Regions from separate parts of the Mus musculus genome. Here region 2 is linked to region 1. A link is a contact called in public promoter capture Hi-C data. All regions are on one chromosome and are shown on one strand. The core of a region is the stretch at or near the end of the contact, and the rest is flanking DNA. Distances in the headings are between cores, read along the strand shown. Region 1 has its middle 24 kb from the start of Slc22a8. Region 2 holds the start of Bscl2 (Berardinelli-Seip congenital lipodystrophy 2 (seipin)).

Region 1 (6,822 bases), core at 2,268-4,767:
TTCCTCCGTCTCCTAGCAGATGAAGCCTCCAGATGGCCCTGCTAAATATAATGAGATGATAATCAGGCAAGCAAAGACGTCTAATAATGCAACAGACAAATTCAGCATAAGCCTACTGATAGGACATCAGCCAGAGACAACGCTAAGATAATGTCACCAGGGCAGGCATTGAGCCACAAGCTCCAAACACTGATGTCACCAATTAAGCTTAATTACAAACAAAGGATATAAGGATAATGGCCAGAGGCTTGAGTCTGGACTTGAAGCCTTCGCCTTCATTTAAAAAAAAAACAAACAAACAAACAAACAAATCAGTCCATTTATAAGTCAGACTATTTAACCCTAGCTGCTTTGATGATCTGTGGGGGAGGGGGGAGAACCACCTGCCAGCTAAGTCCCAAAATCCAGTTTTTGTTCTTCTATAACGGATTTCTGGCCACAGAGGTGGGGGCTGCAGTTCTCAGCCTGTCTTGCAGAAAAGTGTGGCCTAAGGCTCTTCAGCAGCATTGTTTTCTGGACAGTGAGGTGTGAGTGTATGTATTCTGTGCAGTCTCCCCTCCTCTTCTCCTTTTGAGCCCCAGTGAAAACTTCTTAACCCAGTACATCAATTCAGTTTGTTCTTCTGTCATCTCTAGGATACTGCCTTCATCATTGTGGTCCAAAATGACTCACCCTTCAGCCTACACTCCACTGTTCTGAAAGAGAAGAGCAAATGCTCAGATTCCCAAACTTTTCTTTTAAGATGATTTTCTTTTTATTTTTAATCACTTGTATGTGTGGGGAGTGGGTGTGCCTGTGAGTGCGGTGCCTGCAGAAGCCAGAGAGGGACACCAGGTCCCCTAGAACTGGAGTTACAGGAATTGTGAGCTTCCTGATGTGGGTGCTAAAAACTGAACTTGGGTTCTCTGCAAAAGCAACAAGCCCTCTAACAGCTGAGCCACGTCTCCAGCCCCTAAACACTTTTATTTGCTTGGTTGTGTATGTGCACACATGACACATGCATACATATCTCAGAGCACATGTGGCGGTCAGAGGACCACGTGCAGGGCTCAAGAGATGGAACTCAACCCAGATTCCAAACTCTGAACACTGTTTTTGCTCATTATGTGACATCATCTTCTAGACAGAAAGTCATGTGTGAAGAGGGCCACCAGGGGTCAGCATGAGACAAGAACAATAGGAAGAGGCGAAATCTCAGTCTTTCCTCCTGGCAACATTTCCTTGGTGGGAAAAAAAAAAAAAAACCTGAAAGTCAATAAGAACAGAGTACTGAACAACCGAGTTTCCTTGTCTAAGTGTTGGCATACATCATTACATGTATTGTAAACATGGTTGTTGGTTGTAACAGTTTCACAAAGGCTAAGGGAAGTTCCAATTTGCTGTAAATAAGGCTGGCCCTGAACTCTTGCTACTCCTCGAGCACCTGCAAGAGCTGGAATCACAGGAGTCAGCCAGGTCATGTGGAGCTCAGATCAAACCCAAAGCCTCATGCACGGTACCCGCCCACGGCGCTACCTGCCCAGCCCTAGATTGCAAACCACCTGACTACCCACAGAGCACCGGCCAGGGATCTAGCTGACATTGAGATCCAGGCAAAGTCTTCGCCCTCAAAAAAGAATCGTTATAATCTAATGGGGGAGGGGGGAGGAGAGTGCAGGGAATGGCAGACAGTAACAAATAAATATATCAAAACACAGAGTAGAGCAAAGCTGAAGGGAGACAAATAAAAACAAAGTAAAACAGTGTGTGTGTGTGTGAGAGAGAGAGAGAGAGTGCCATAAGGAAGCCAGTATTCAGTACTAACTTCTGAAATAAAGATATATATCAGAACATGAAGGCTGGGTGATAAACAGGAGCCAGGTGGGATCCATTTCCAGTGCCAAGGAAAGTAATTGTGTTGTGTTTTGTTTTGCCGTGCAACAATGTCCTCTTACTATATACAGGGCAGTGACAATTGTTGTCTTAGTCTCTCCATACAGGCCAAAAATAATGCTCTGCTTAACATATTGGAACTTAAAACTGATTACTGCCTAATGAAGATTTAAAAATTATCATAAAACAAGTTTAGCCAGGGGCTGGGTCATCCTCAGGCCTCCAAGAACACAGACCTAAATGTGACCAGCTGGCCCCCAGTCTCCATTCACTGCCTGAGGTAAATGCTCAGATCAGTGGAACCTTCTGGACTCAAACCCATGGAATGTCCAACAAGATTTCCAGAAAAAGTCATTGCTACATCTTTCCGGGGTGTTACAGAAATGTGCTGGCACATACGTTAATAATTTAATAATACTAATTAATTTAATATTAAATTTAATATAACATTTAATAATTTAATAATAAGCACAGCTGTCATGGAGTTCATACCATGGTCATTCTCAATAATTTTAAAACATCTCACTGCCAGACAGTAGTGGCACATGCCTTTAGTCTCAGCACTTGAGAGGCAGAGGCAGACGGATCTCTATAAGTTCAAGGCCAGCCTGGTCTAGAAAGCAACTTCCAAGACAGCCAAGCCTACACAGGAGAGAGAGAGGCAGAAGTGGGCAGATCTCTATGTGTGTGAGGCCAACCTAATCCTCATAGCAGGTTTCAGGTGAGCCAGACCCTGTGTCAAAAAAAAACAAAACAAAACAAAACAAAACAAACAAACAAAAAAACAAAAAAAAATTTTTGTGTGTGCCAGGCAGTGGTGACCCACACCTTTAATCCCAGCACTTGGGAGGCAGAGGCAGGCAGATTTCTGAGTTCGAGGCCAGCCTGGTCTACAAAGTGAGTTCCAGGACAGCCAGGACTACACAGAGAAAAACCACCCTGTCTTGAAAAACCAAACAAAAAAAAAAAAAAGAAAAGAAAAGAAAAGAAAAAAAACAAAAAAAAATATTTTTGTGTGTCTATAATCCCCAAGGACTGGAGAGGCCGGGTAAAAGGATCACCAGTTTAAGAACAGCATGAGTTACGTAGTGAAAGTTAAAATACGGAGAGAGGAAAAAAGAAAGGGGAGGGAAGGGGAGAAAGAGGGAGAAGGAGAGGGAGATAGGGAAAGGGAGAGAGGGGAGAAGGAGAGAGGAGGAGGGGAAAAGAGGGGAGAGGGAGAGGGAGAGGGAGAGGGAGGAGAAACACGCGAAACAAGAATAGGAAGAAAAAAAAAAAAAAAATACTGATTCTCCCTGCAATATCCAGAAGAACCAACACCCCTCACATACCCAACCTAACCACAGCCCTTCATCTGAAAGGAAGGGTCCTTAGCAGTATCGGTAATACTGTAACAGACATTCAGGAAATACTATTTACAAAGGAGTCTTGTCCCACACATATAGCTTTTCCACTCTGCTGATCAAGCTCCCTGTATTTGTTGTCACCTGACTTTCTTCCCAGGTGCAGCTATCCCAGGGCTGCGACCCCTTCGGTTCATTTAATCAGTTAGAGAAGCCACAATTCCATACTTCCACACGATGTCACTGTCGAGCTAGTCTGGCGGGGCTGCGGGGGTGAAGGTGGGGGGCACCTAGCCGCTGCTGGGCACAAAATTTGCGCTCTGGCCCTCCTCAGCGTCCAGTACAATGCAAGAAGCTGTCCTCTCTCGCGCTCCCCTGAACCCTACACACCGATACAGAGATTGGGCAGAAGCGGGGACGAGGGGAGTGAGGCTGGCTGGCTATGCAGCCTCTTGAACTACTTGCTTCTCCTGAACTACCCAGAGAGTCAACCTCAGTCTGTTAATTCCTCGCCTCAACTTTTGTCCCAGAGGGAACACCTCCCATCTCTTTCTGAGGAAGGCTGACCTGCTGGTCGAAGGGTGGCCGGCCCTTCCCTGGAGACCACATTAGACACAGGGGCCCATGGGACCTTAGCGGGTCTTGAAGGAAACGTCATGCCATTTCTTTCTACAGAAAAGATGACACAAAAATATGCATCTCTGGAAGGTGCACACACCACTTACCGGGGAAATACAAGTTAAAGGGGCAATCTCCTGGCAACCCAGAAAGCCTCCTGCAAAAGTGGAAGGAAGGGAAATCCCAAATAACTACTAAAGCAGAATGTAACATTCAGCAAGCTACCAAGAGACTGCAAAGAGAAAAAAACTCTCCCCATTTATTGTAGCCAAGCAGAAAGTGCCCCCATTCGAAACACTGTAGATGGAAGGGTGGATGGGTGGATGATGGACAGATGGACAGATAACAAAGAAAACCCTGACTTCACAGAAAGTCTATCCAAGTCTGGTAATTGTACTGGCCACCTATGTTTAATGCCCTTATTCAGATGAAAACCCCCTTTTCCCTGTGAATAAGACCAAAAGTAGGTAGGAAGGTAATCTGGAGCAAGGCCCAACTGAGGTTAGGCTAGGACACTGGCAGAAACTGGGTCATAGGGCACTGAAGTCCTTGCTGGTTAAATTTCAAAGAGATGCTTCAGGAGGTCTTGTGAAAACACTTTAGGGGAGGAAAACTGGAAGAAGGACTTAGTTTGCTTCTGAAAGGATTTACAACCATTAGCAAGAGGCAGGTGAGTCTCTGAAATACCAGACTCTACTCTAAGAGGGAGCTGGGGAAAGCTTTTGGCTTCTTCTCAACAGAGACAACTAAACTGTTTTCTCTCCTTAAGTTGGTTTGGGACTGCCCCCACACAGCCTTCCCCTCCCCTTTCCTGGAGGACCAGGAGCATGAGAGGACAAAGGTGAACTCGGGAGGAACCACACCAACCATAGCACCACTGCTCCCTGGAAATCTGTCCCCGATTAAGCTAGGCCTTTGTCAAGCTGGCTGGAACATGCTGGAGGAGAAACAAATATTTAGATATTGGTCAAGAGTGGTTTCTGTTTTCACTCAGCTTTTTCTTAAAGTTTTCAAAAATACAGGAAAATTGAAAGAATGGTATAATGAATACCCCATCTAGTCACCACTTAGGCTTAAGACATGGACATTAGCAGTGTTCAGGCTCTGGAGTGCTCACCATTGCATTAAAGATCGTGAAGGAGAAGCCAGACAGGAAGGAATTGGAGGAGGAGAGGAAGGGTGGGAGTGATGTAGATATAAGTGCTGTGTGTGTGCGTGTGTGCATGTGTGTGTGTGTGTGTGTGTGTGTGTGTGTGCACGCATGCATGCGTGTATCAGTCTCCATGTGCATGTTGCCCCATGACATCCTCAGATATCAAATGGGTGTGCAACCTTTAGAGTGACATTTGCATAGACCCCCATTCAGCATATCTCCCCATATACTTTAAATTGCCTTTGAATTATATAATATAGTGTAAATACTATGTCAGGTTTTTTTTTTTTTTTTTTTTTTTTTTAGAGAGAGGGTCTCATTGCGTACTAGACTGAAACTCTAAAGGCATGCTCCACCATGGTCTATTTTTTTTTTAAGACAATGTCTCTATATGGCACTTGAAGTCCTATAACTCACTATGTAGAACAGGCTAGCTTCAAACTCATAGAGATCCTCCTGCCTCTGTACAACCACACCTGACTCAATGCAATTTGTTAAAATAGTTTTAAAATGAGGTTAGCACAGTGTTTCTCAACCTGTGAGCTACAACCTCTTTGGAGTCAAAGGACCCTTTCATGGGGGTCGCATAACAGAGATCCTGCATCACACTTACATTGTGATTCATAACAATAGCAAAGTTACAGATATAAAAGAGCAACAAAAATAATGTTGTGGTTGGGGGGTCACCACAACATGCGGAACTATATTAAAGCCGTCGTAGCATCAGGAAGGCTGAGAAGCACTGGGCAGAACAGAGGCTGCAGGAACTGCAGGTGCAGAGAGCCGGCTGGCCGGGGTTTTGCTGAAGCACTTGAAAGCTAGCCAAAATAAGCCCAACTCAGGAAGACAAAGATCAAATGTCTCCTCTCATACGTGGAAACTAGACTAAAAAAAAATATGAAAGTAGAAAGGCTGTTTGTGAAGAGGAAGGGAACCAGTGGGAAGTGGAGATGGGACCTGAGAGGGGTACTGAGGACATGAGTGACCACAGCACATTATAGACATGTATGAGAATGTCATAGTGAAAACATTATTTTGTAAAACTAGCATGCTAACAAAGCTGGGTGTGGTAAGGCATGCCTATAATCCCAGGATTTGGGGAAGTCAAGGCAGAAGGGTTAAGTTCAAGGCCAACCTAGTCTCTAGTAAGAACCTGTCTCAAAACAAACAGCCATGGTGGCCTGGTGTAGGAGTTTAAATTAGAATGGGCTCCCATAGGCCATAGGCTCATAAATTTGAATATTTGTTCACAGTTGGTGGAACTCTTTGGGAAGAATTAGGAGGTAAGGCATTGTTGGAGGAAGTGTTTCTCGGAGGAAGGCTTTGAGGGCACAAAAGCCCATGCCATTCCTAGTTAGCTCAAGCTCTCCACTTCCCATCTCTTCCCCCCCACCCCCTCCTCCTGCCACTCCCTGCCTTGTGCTTGTGGATCTGATGTGAGCTCTCAGCTACTGCTGCAGTGCCATACCTGCCTGCTGCTATGCTCCCTGCCGTGATGATAAGCACACCCTCTGAAACTGTAAGCAAACTCCCAGCTGCTTTCTTTTATCAGTTGCCTTGGTCGTGGCGTCTTTTCACAGCAATAGAACAATGATGAAGACACCTGGCAAGCAAGTAAAAGGACTTGCTGCCAAACCTGGTGATAAGAGTTCATTACTGGCATCCACAGGGTGGAGGGGGAGAACTGACTCTCACAAGTTGTCCTCTGACCTCCATATTCGTGCAATGGGATGCACACACATACACATACATACACACACACACACACACACACACACACACACACACACAAATGCATGCACGCACAAATAAATAAATTTAAATATAGATGCTAAT
Region 2 (6,822 bases), core at 3,150-5,649, 270 kb after region 1:
GTTCTCTTGTTTAAACTTGTGCTGAGATTTGAATCTTCCCTGTCCTGATGTCCTTCCCACGCAGGCAAGGCTTCTCAGGGTGTGCAGACCTCATTCTGAGTCCTGGTTTGTTAGGACACACCGTTCTGCTCAAGGACCTCTTTCCAAGGCTGCAGTGGGCCTGGGAGGAGAGAAGCGTGCTCATACTGTGTCTTTTCTATTGCACTTGTCCCTATGGTGCCACAGATGGGTTTGTGTGTGGCAGTGGGTGGAATGATTGCATGCATCTTTTGTAACTCGCTGGTATTAGAAAGGGAGTTCAAGAAAGCATTGTTTATAATGTCAGGGCAGGAAGATAGAAACTGGAGCCCAAAGAAATCCCCTTAGAAGAAGATTATGTTAGAATAGGAAACTTAATTTCCAGAGGCAGAAGCTGTCCCTTCAGATGTTTAGTCCTCCAACAAATAATACTTTGACGGTACTCTGTGATCTGGATTTTAGGTGGTAGAGCCCTCAAAAGTGCAAAAACTTAACACTGAAGTTTGAGGCAACATGGGTCAGAGAGTATACTCGCTGTTGATTTTCAACACCAGAAAAGTCAAAGTCCTTTTTTTTAAAAAAAGCTGTTTTTCTAGTGGAATGGAGAATGACACTGCCACATCCTTGTTGGGTCTGTTCAGGAGGTCTCCTGCATCAAAGTGGACGTCTGCATTTTGTTTCTGTCTTGTGTTTTTATTATGAAAAGAAATGTTATTGGGACGGGTGTGGGGTGTAGATTATGGTAATAAGAGGAATCCCTGGTTTTGTTTTCCTTAAAAGAGTTGTTTAGTGTTTTATCAGATGTCTGTTGTAGTTGTAGATGGAAAAGCTTGTAAACAAACAAACACCACATGGAGCCTGTAAATGTTTTTGCACAACCTGTAAAGCATTCTTGGAAGTGGCCAGTAAAAAAACGGGGGAGGGGGGTTCCATTTTTAAAAATGTAACTGTGTCATTGTTTACATATGTAACTCTTACCCTGTTCTCATTACACCATTCTGGCAAAAAATGTAGACACAGTAGTTCCAGTTTTAGAATAAATAACCATTTGGATTGAATTTTCCTATCTCCTGTGGCTGCACTGACTGGAATGATCATGGAGGTGTTTATTTTTAAAATGTATTTTTTCAAAATAATTTCTTTTGAGGCAGAATCTCCTTGTATCTCAGACTGGCCTGGAACTCTTGATCATCATGCCTTAAAACCCAAAATGCTGCATTTATACATGTTTGTCACTATAACCATCTTAATCACCTATTTTAAATTTTGGTATGTGCACAGAAGTGCACAGGGATCGAGTGTACATGCAGAAAATGGGGATATGAGTCACATGGTGGTCAGAGGACAACTTTGTGGAGTCTTTCTCCTATCCTTATACAGGTTCCAAGGACCAAACACAAATTGCCAAACTTTGGTGACATGCCAAGCCACCTATTTTTTAGTGCTTAGTTATCAAGATGCACTGGTTACAGCCGAGGATGGCCTCTGTATATGACAGCTGTGCTCTTCTCTACGCCTTCACTTGGGACTAGCTACATAGGAATCTGTCAACCTGGTGTGTGCTTAGAGTAACATCTTTATTTTTAATTTTATTTATATATACAAGTGTTTTACCTGCATCTGGGTCTACCACATATGCAGTACCTTCGGAGGCTAGAAGAGGGCATTGGATCCCCTGGAACTGCAGTGTCCCATGGTTGTGAGCTTAAATGGTGGTGCTAGGGCTGGAGACATGGTTCAGTGGTTTAAGAGCAGTGACTGCTCTTCCAGAGGTCTTGAGTTCAATTCCCAGCAACCACATGGCACATTACAACCATCTGTAATAGAATCGGATGCCCTCTTCTGGTGTATCTGAACCACACAACATTTAAAAACAAAACCATAAATACAAAATTTTAAAATAGACACACACAAAAAAAATCCTTTTAAATGGTGGTGCTAGGAACTCTGAATCCTGATTCTCTACAGCCAGTAGAACAGCCAGTGCTCCTAACCACTGAGCCATCTCTCTATCCCTCTTGTACTAAGATCTTGAGCCATTAGAATGGAAAATTTAACTCTTGGGCTCTGCTAAAATAATCAGTTAGATTTTTGATGTTTTGTTTATGAAATCCATTAAGTATGTGATATTACCTAAGAAGGAAAGTCTTCATTTTTCTATTGAATTTGAAGAATGAAAGCTACAGAAACTTTGTTTTGTGTTTGTTGTTTTGAAGCTGGGTATTGGCTATTGTAGCCTAGGCTGCAACCATACCAGGCTCAGGAGGACTTTGGGTTTTTTGCCTGTTAGCACGCATGAGCCACAGTACACCTGTGAAGATCGAAGGATGACTTGGGAGTCTCCTTTCTACCATTTAGGACTCAGGAATTGAATCCAGTCATCAGACTTGATGACAGGAACTTCTACCCACTGAACCATCTTAGGCTCCATTATTGGCATTTTGGAGCTGATTATAATTAGTGTTCAGCCTGACGTGATATCGAATGCCTTTGTCCTAACACTAGATAGGCCAAGACAGGAGAAATGCTATGAATTCAAAACCAGAATATTCCAGATCAACTTGGCCTACAGAGCAAGACCCTGTTTCAAAAACAACAGTAGCTTATACTGGTGTATGAATGTAATCTGAGCACTTGGAGTTGGGAGGCAGGAGGATCAGGAGTTCAGACCCTGTCTCAATCCACTGATGGTCTATTCCTAAGATTTATACCCATGAATGTTTTGTCTGCATATATCTGTGTGTACCATGCTTGTGTCTGGTGCATGCAGAGTAGGAAGAGGGCATTGGATCCTCTTGAAGTGGAGTTAAGGTCAGTTTGTAAGCCACCATGTGACTCCTTTGAGAACCCTCTTCTAGCCCTACTCTGAAACAGCTTACACCTTGTCTGTACGAGTTGCTAGGCCTGGTTCTCCTCAACCAGATAGTCACTCCTAATTTGAATAGGTATCAAATTGCATGAGAAAACTAAGATGGGTATTTTAGAGGATAAGGTAGGGCAAGGATTAACCTAATAACACATTTTAAGCACTTTTGGCTTTTTACCACATCTGAGCTGATAGAGATTAGTCTTTTTAGTCTCTTGCTACTCCCTGTGTACAGTTTAAGCATATACACATAGAAAAAAACATTCATTAGGTATTAGGCACCTATTGCATTCTAGACATTGTAAGCAGGCAGGGATTATAACAAGGATCCTTCCTGGGGTTTTCACAAGAAAGAAGGAGCAAAGGTTATAAAATACTGAAGTCTGCGTGTGTGCGCATGCACGCGCTCTAGAGAGAGAGTGTGCAGGGTACTCTTGTGGAGTCAGAAAAACTCTTGAGTTCTCCCCCACCACCTTGATGGTTGAAACTCACTGGGCCTGCAGTCAAACACCTGTACCTGTTCAGCCATTTGGTTATGACACCCAGGGAATAGTTAGACCTTCCTACCCAGAACGATTTGTCACCTAAAACTAGAACAGCCGGGCATGGTGGCGCACGCCTTTAATCCCAGCATTCAGGGAGGCAGAGGCAGGCGGATCTCTGAGTTTGAGGCCAGCCTGGTCTACAAAGTGAGTTCCAGGACAGCCAGGGCTATACAGAGAAACCCTGTCTCGAAAAACCAAAAAGAATAAAAACAAAAACAAAACAACTAGGACATTTAAATGTAGCCCAGGATCCAAAACATATATGTACGTTCACTCAGACCAAAAAGCTTCTAGGCGGTGGCCTGGATCCCCTAACCCTTTGCCGGGATCTCACTCTAGGAGGCATTCTTGAGACATGGTTTCCAGTCAGACGACATTCTGAACCCTTGTGATGTTTTCAGTTACCTTGAGGAGAAAATAAAAAAGCCCCAATTCAACAAGAAAACAAATTTATTACTTATTTAGATCCCACAGAGACCAAGGAACAGGGTGCTCCAAGATGGCCTGTTTAACACATTTGTGTTATTACATACACCTCAAAGGGAACCTCTACTCAGGCGAGATTCTTATGCAAAACTCACTCTGGGCTTCTTGGGTCCCAGTCCTAGTGACTGGTTGTTTTAAGTCAGGATTTCATTGTGTATTGTGTGTCGTCGTGGCTGGCTTGGAACTCAGAGATCCATCTGCCTCTGTGTGTGTCCAACACCTCCGGAGTGTTGGTCACCACACTGAACTTAAGAACCCATGACTGCTTTAGGTGTCTCCCCATCCCCACTCCCCGTGATTGGTCTCCAAAGCATGTCTAGTTCCAGATTCTATGGGACAGAGAACCTGACTCTGACTTTGAGAGGGCAGGGGCAGCCATTTTAAGACCAGAGGATCGCATAAGGGATCGTTCCCTATTGGGAACGCTGGGGACCGCCATTTTAAGAGCACCCTCGGCGCGTGCCTCCATGCGGGTACGAACAGGCAGCCGCCATCTTGGGCATTGGCTGCCGCGCCGAGTCGCCCTGTCCCGCCCCACGGCCTCTCGGGCCACCTCCCCCCGGGGCTGCTGTCCCTGGGCCTGCGGAAACCCACCCTGCTCGCCCTTGTGTGGTTCTCGCCGCTTACGTTGCGCGCTCGTGTGAATGCTCCGCGGCTTCTGAGCGCTCGTTTTAACAACCCCCCACTGGGGGCGCTCGGGCACCTTATACTTTGCGATCTCCAATCCTTACAATGTCTAACGGGCTCGACTGGCCCTGTTCCCTGGATATGGCAAGTGTATCGATTAAGGATCCTCTTTCCCAAGAACGCTAACACAGACGTTGTCCTCTGAGGCTCTGAATGACTTTATTCTTCAAATGCCTTTACCTTTCATAGCTCCAGGTGAGCACCCGGGCATCCCCCTCTCCATTGCCTGAACGGATGGATCACCGAGGGAAACAGGCAGGATTTTGGCAGTTTAGCGGGGTCCCTTTATAGATAGAGTAGAAGGTGCTTGGAGTTAGCCTGAAAGGGTGAGGAGATGGGGTAGACATGGGTAAGGAGGGCCTTGTGCTTCAAATAATCTCCGGGTAAATGCGGGTAGAAGTGATCTACTACAATTTCCAATCTAAGGGCGGGTCTGGGAGGGGGCGATGAGTTCAGAGGAGGTCCACCGCTCTTCAGAGGAGCGCACAGAAGAACTTCTTCTCCCGGAAGGGGTTCTCGGAAGTGGGCACAGGAGTGATGAGGGGGTCCTCACAAGCGTGGGCATCACAGTATGTCATCAGGTCTGCTGCTGCCTTGGACACCTGGAACCCAGCCAGGAAGGGATACATTAACCAGAATTCCTGAAAGGGACTGCAGTTCTCTTCTCCAATAGACTATCTTTTTGTTTCTAGTGCCCTTTGAGACAGCCCTCTCCCCCAACGCCAGTCCTCGGGAACAACTTTGCTGACAAAGCCCAGTTTCTGCCACTGACCTCAGGGTGTCAAGAAAAGAAGCATCTTTTCTTGGGGGGAGGGGGGAGGGGAGGGTATTGCAAACCCACAGCTGAGCCCTGAAGGGCTGATGGGAGCCAGGGTCGCACCCACCTTTATCCGGCACAAGCTGGCCTCAATCTTAAGCTGTTCCACCATCTTGCGTGCTTGACCAATACTCATAGTGCTGTTAACGGGGGTCTCCCCTTTCATCCTGGAGTAAAGACAGTCAGCTGAAACACTCAGCTCTTCACAACCACACACCTGGGATTGTGCCCCCATTCTCCAGTGGCCATCCCAGGTTTTTTTTTCTTTCTTTTTTTTTTTTTTTTTTAAGTAGGGAGAATGGAGAAGATAAAATGAAATATTCTCCTAACCCCTGGGTCCTGGTCATCAAATTATACAAACGATTTAAGGATTTTAAGTCTTTGAGCCAAATATGTTACCAGCAATGAAAGCCTCAGTCAGAAAGAGCCCCACCCTGATGAAATCACATCAGCCACCTGTCCCCCCTCAAGCCCTGAAGAGAAAAAAAGCTGCTTTCTACTCACCTGAAGTAACAGCAGCGGCAGCCAGGGATGTAGGGTCAGTGGGGAGGGGGCACCAAACCCTGCCTCAGATAGGTGCCCCACCCTGCCAGGACTTGGAGCTAAAAATATCCGTAGCACTGACAGTTAATGCAGAGAAGGTCACTAGAGATGCTCAGACGAGATCCTTGGAGGGGTGGTCTCAGTCTCCACAGCTTAAGTTCTGCCCAGATGGCTGGTACCTGAAGGATGAAGGATGCTAGAAGGAGCTGCTGATTCTGGCGCATACCAACTGCCTGGACAGTGGGGGAGTCAGTCTGCTGTTTGCATCCCCTGTGCACACCCTCACTGCTGCTCTCTCACTACCTGCCCCTGCCATTGTACAAGTCCTTAGTCTAAACTAGATAGCTCCCCAAAGGGCCTGAGGCAGAAGCAGGCTCCCCTCTCAAATGGGGTGGTCTGGGCCTGTGACAGCCCCTGCATTAGAGTCTGTCCCCACTGCGGAAGACCCTGCTCATTTGAAAGTCTGACATCAGCTGGGCTGCTGCTCCCCCACCCCCACCCCCACCCTGACACAGCACTTAGCACCTGAATCTTGGTTTCTTTCAGTGACCCACCGTTCTTCAGAGCTAGGAAAATGTAACACTCTACAGGTGATCAGCTTCTAGATCACCACTTTCTACCACGTGAGTGACGCGAGCTGGGAGACCCAGAGGTAACCCATCAGGAAGATAGCTAAAGAAATGATACATCAAAGAAGAGAAGCTGGGGCAAGAGAGACATGCAGAGACCAGATCAAAGGATCAGACAAAGACGAGGTAAGGCACCTTGCCACGAGAGTTAGTGTGAATGTTGTGAACACAGGTGGGCTTCTCGGAGTGGGGAGTAGGGTGGCAAGAGTTGGCACTGGGGAAATAGGGAAT

Evidence for each region. Promoter capture Hi-C pulls out the DNA fragments that hold promoters and counts their contacts.
Region 2: a promoter capture Hi-C map of hippocampal neurons shows a contact between it and region 1, with 5 times the contacts expected there. A contact is called at or near these places in 4 of 39 promoter capture datasets (the 3T3-L1 cell line, embryonic stem cells, hippocampal neurons and 1 more), 6 of 484 Hi-C or Micro-C datasets (CD4 T cells, the G1E-ER4 cell line, the N1E-115 cell line and 1 more) and 3 of 130 datasets of targeted methods (embryonic stem cells, large pre-B cells and stem cell-derived neural progenitor cells).

Annotation. Positions count from the first base shown.
Region 1 is chr19:8,566,179-8,573,000 of GRCm38.p6, forward strand. No RefSeq gene overlaps it. Among named protein-coding and RNA genes, the nearest start is that of Slc22a8, 24 kb to the right of the region's middle.
Region 2 is chr19:8,833,068-8,839,889 of GRCm38.p6, forward strand. It overlaps Bscl2 (Berardinelli-Seip congenital lipodystrophy 2 (seipin)), which reads left to right and starts at 4,400. Exons shown (of 12, transcript NM_001136064.3): 1 at 4,400-4,797; 2 at 6,509-6,717. The coding sequence starts at 6,643. It overlaps Gng3 (guanine nucleotide binding protein (G protein), gamma 3), which reads right to left and starts at 6,179. Exons shown (of 3, transcript NM_010316.3): 1 at 5,924-6,179; 2 at 5,487-5,586; 3 at 3,862-5,204. The coding sequence starts at 5,585. The coding sequence ends at 5,076. Hnrnpul2 (heterogeneous nuclear ribonucleoprotein U-like 2) reads left to right here. Exons shown (of 14, transcript NM_001081196.1): 14 at 1-1,075.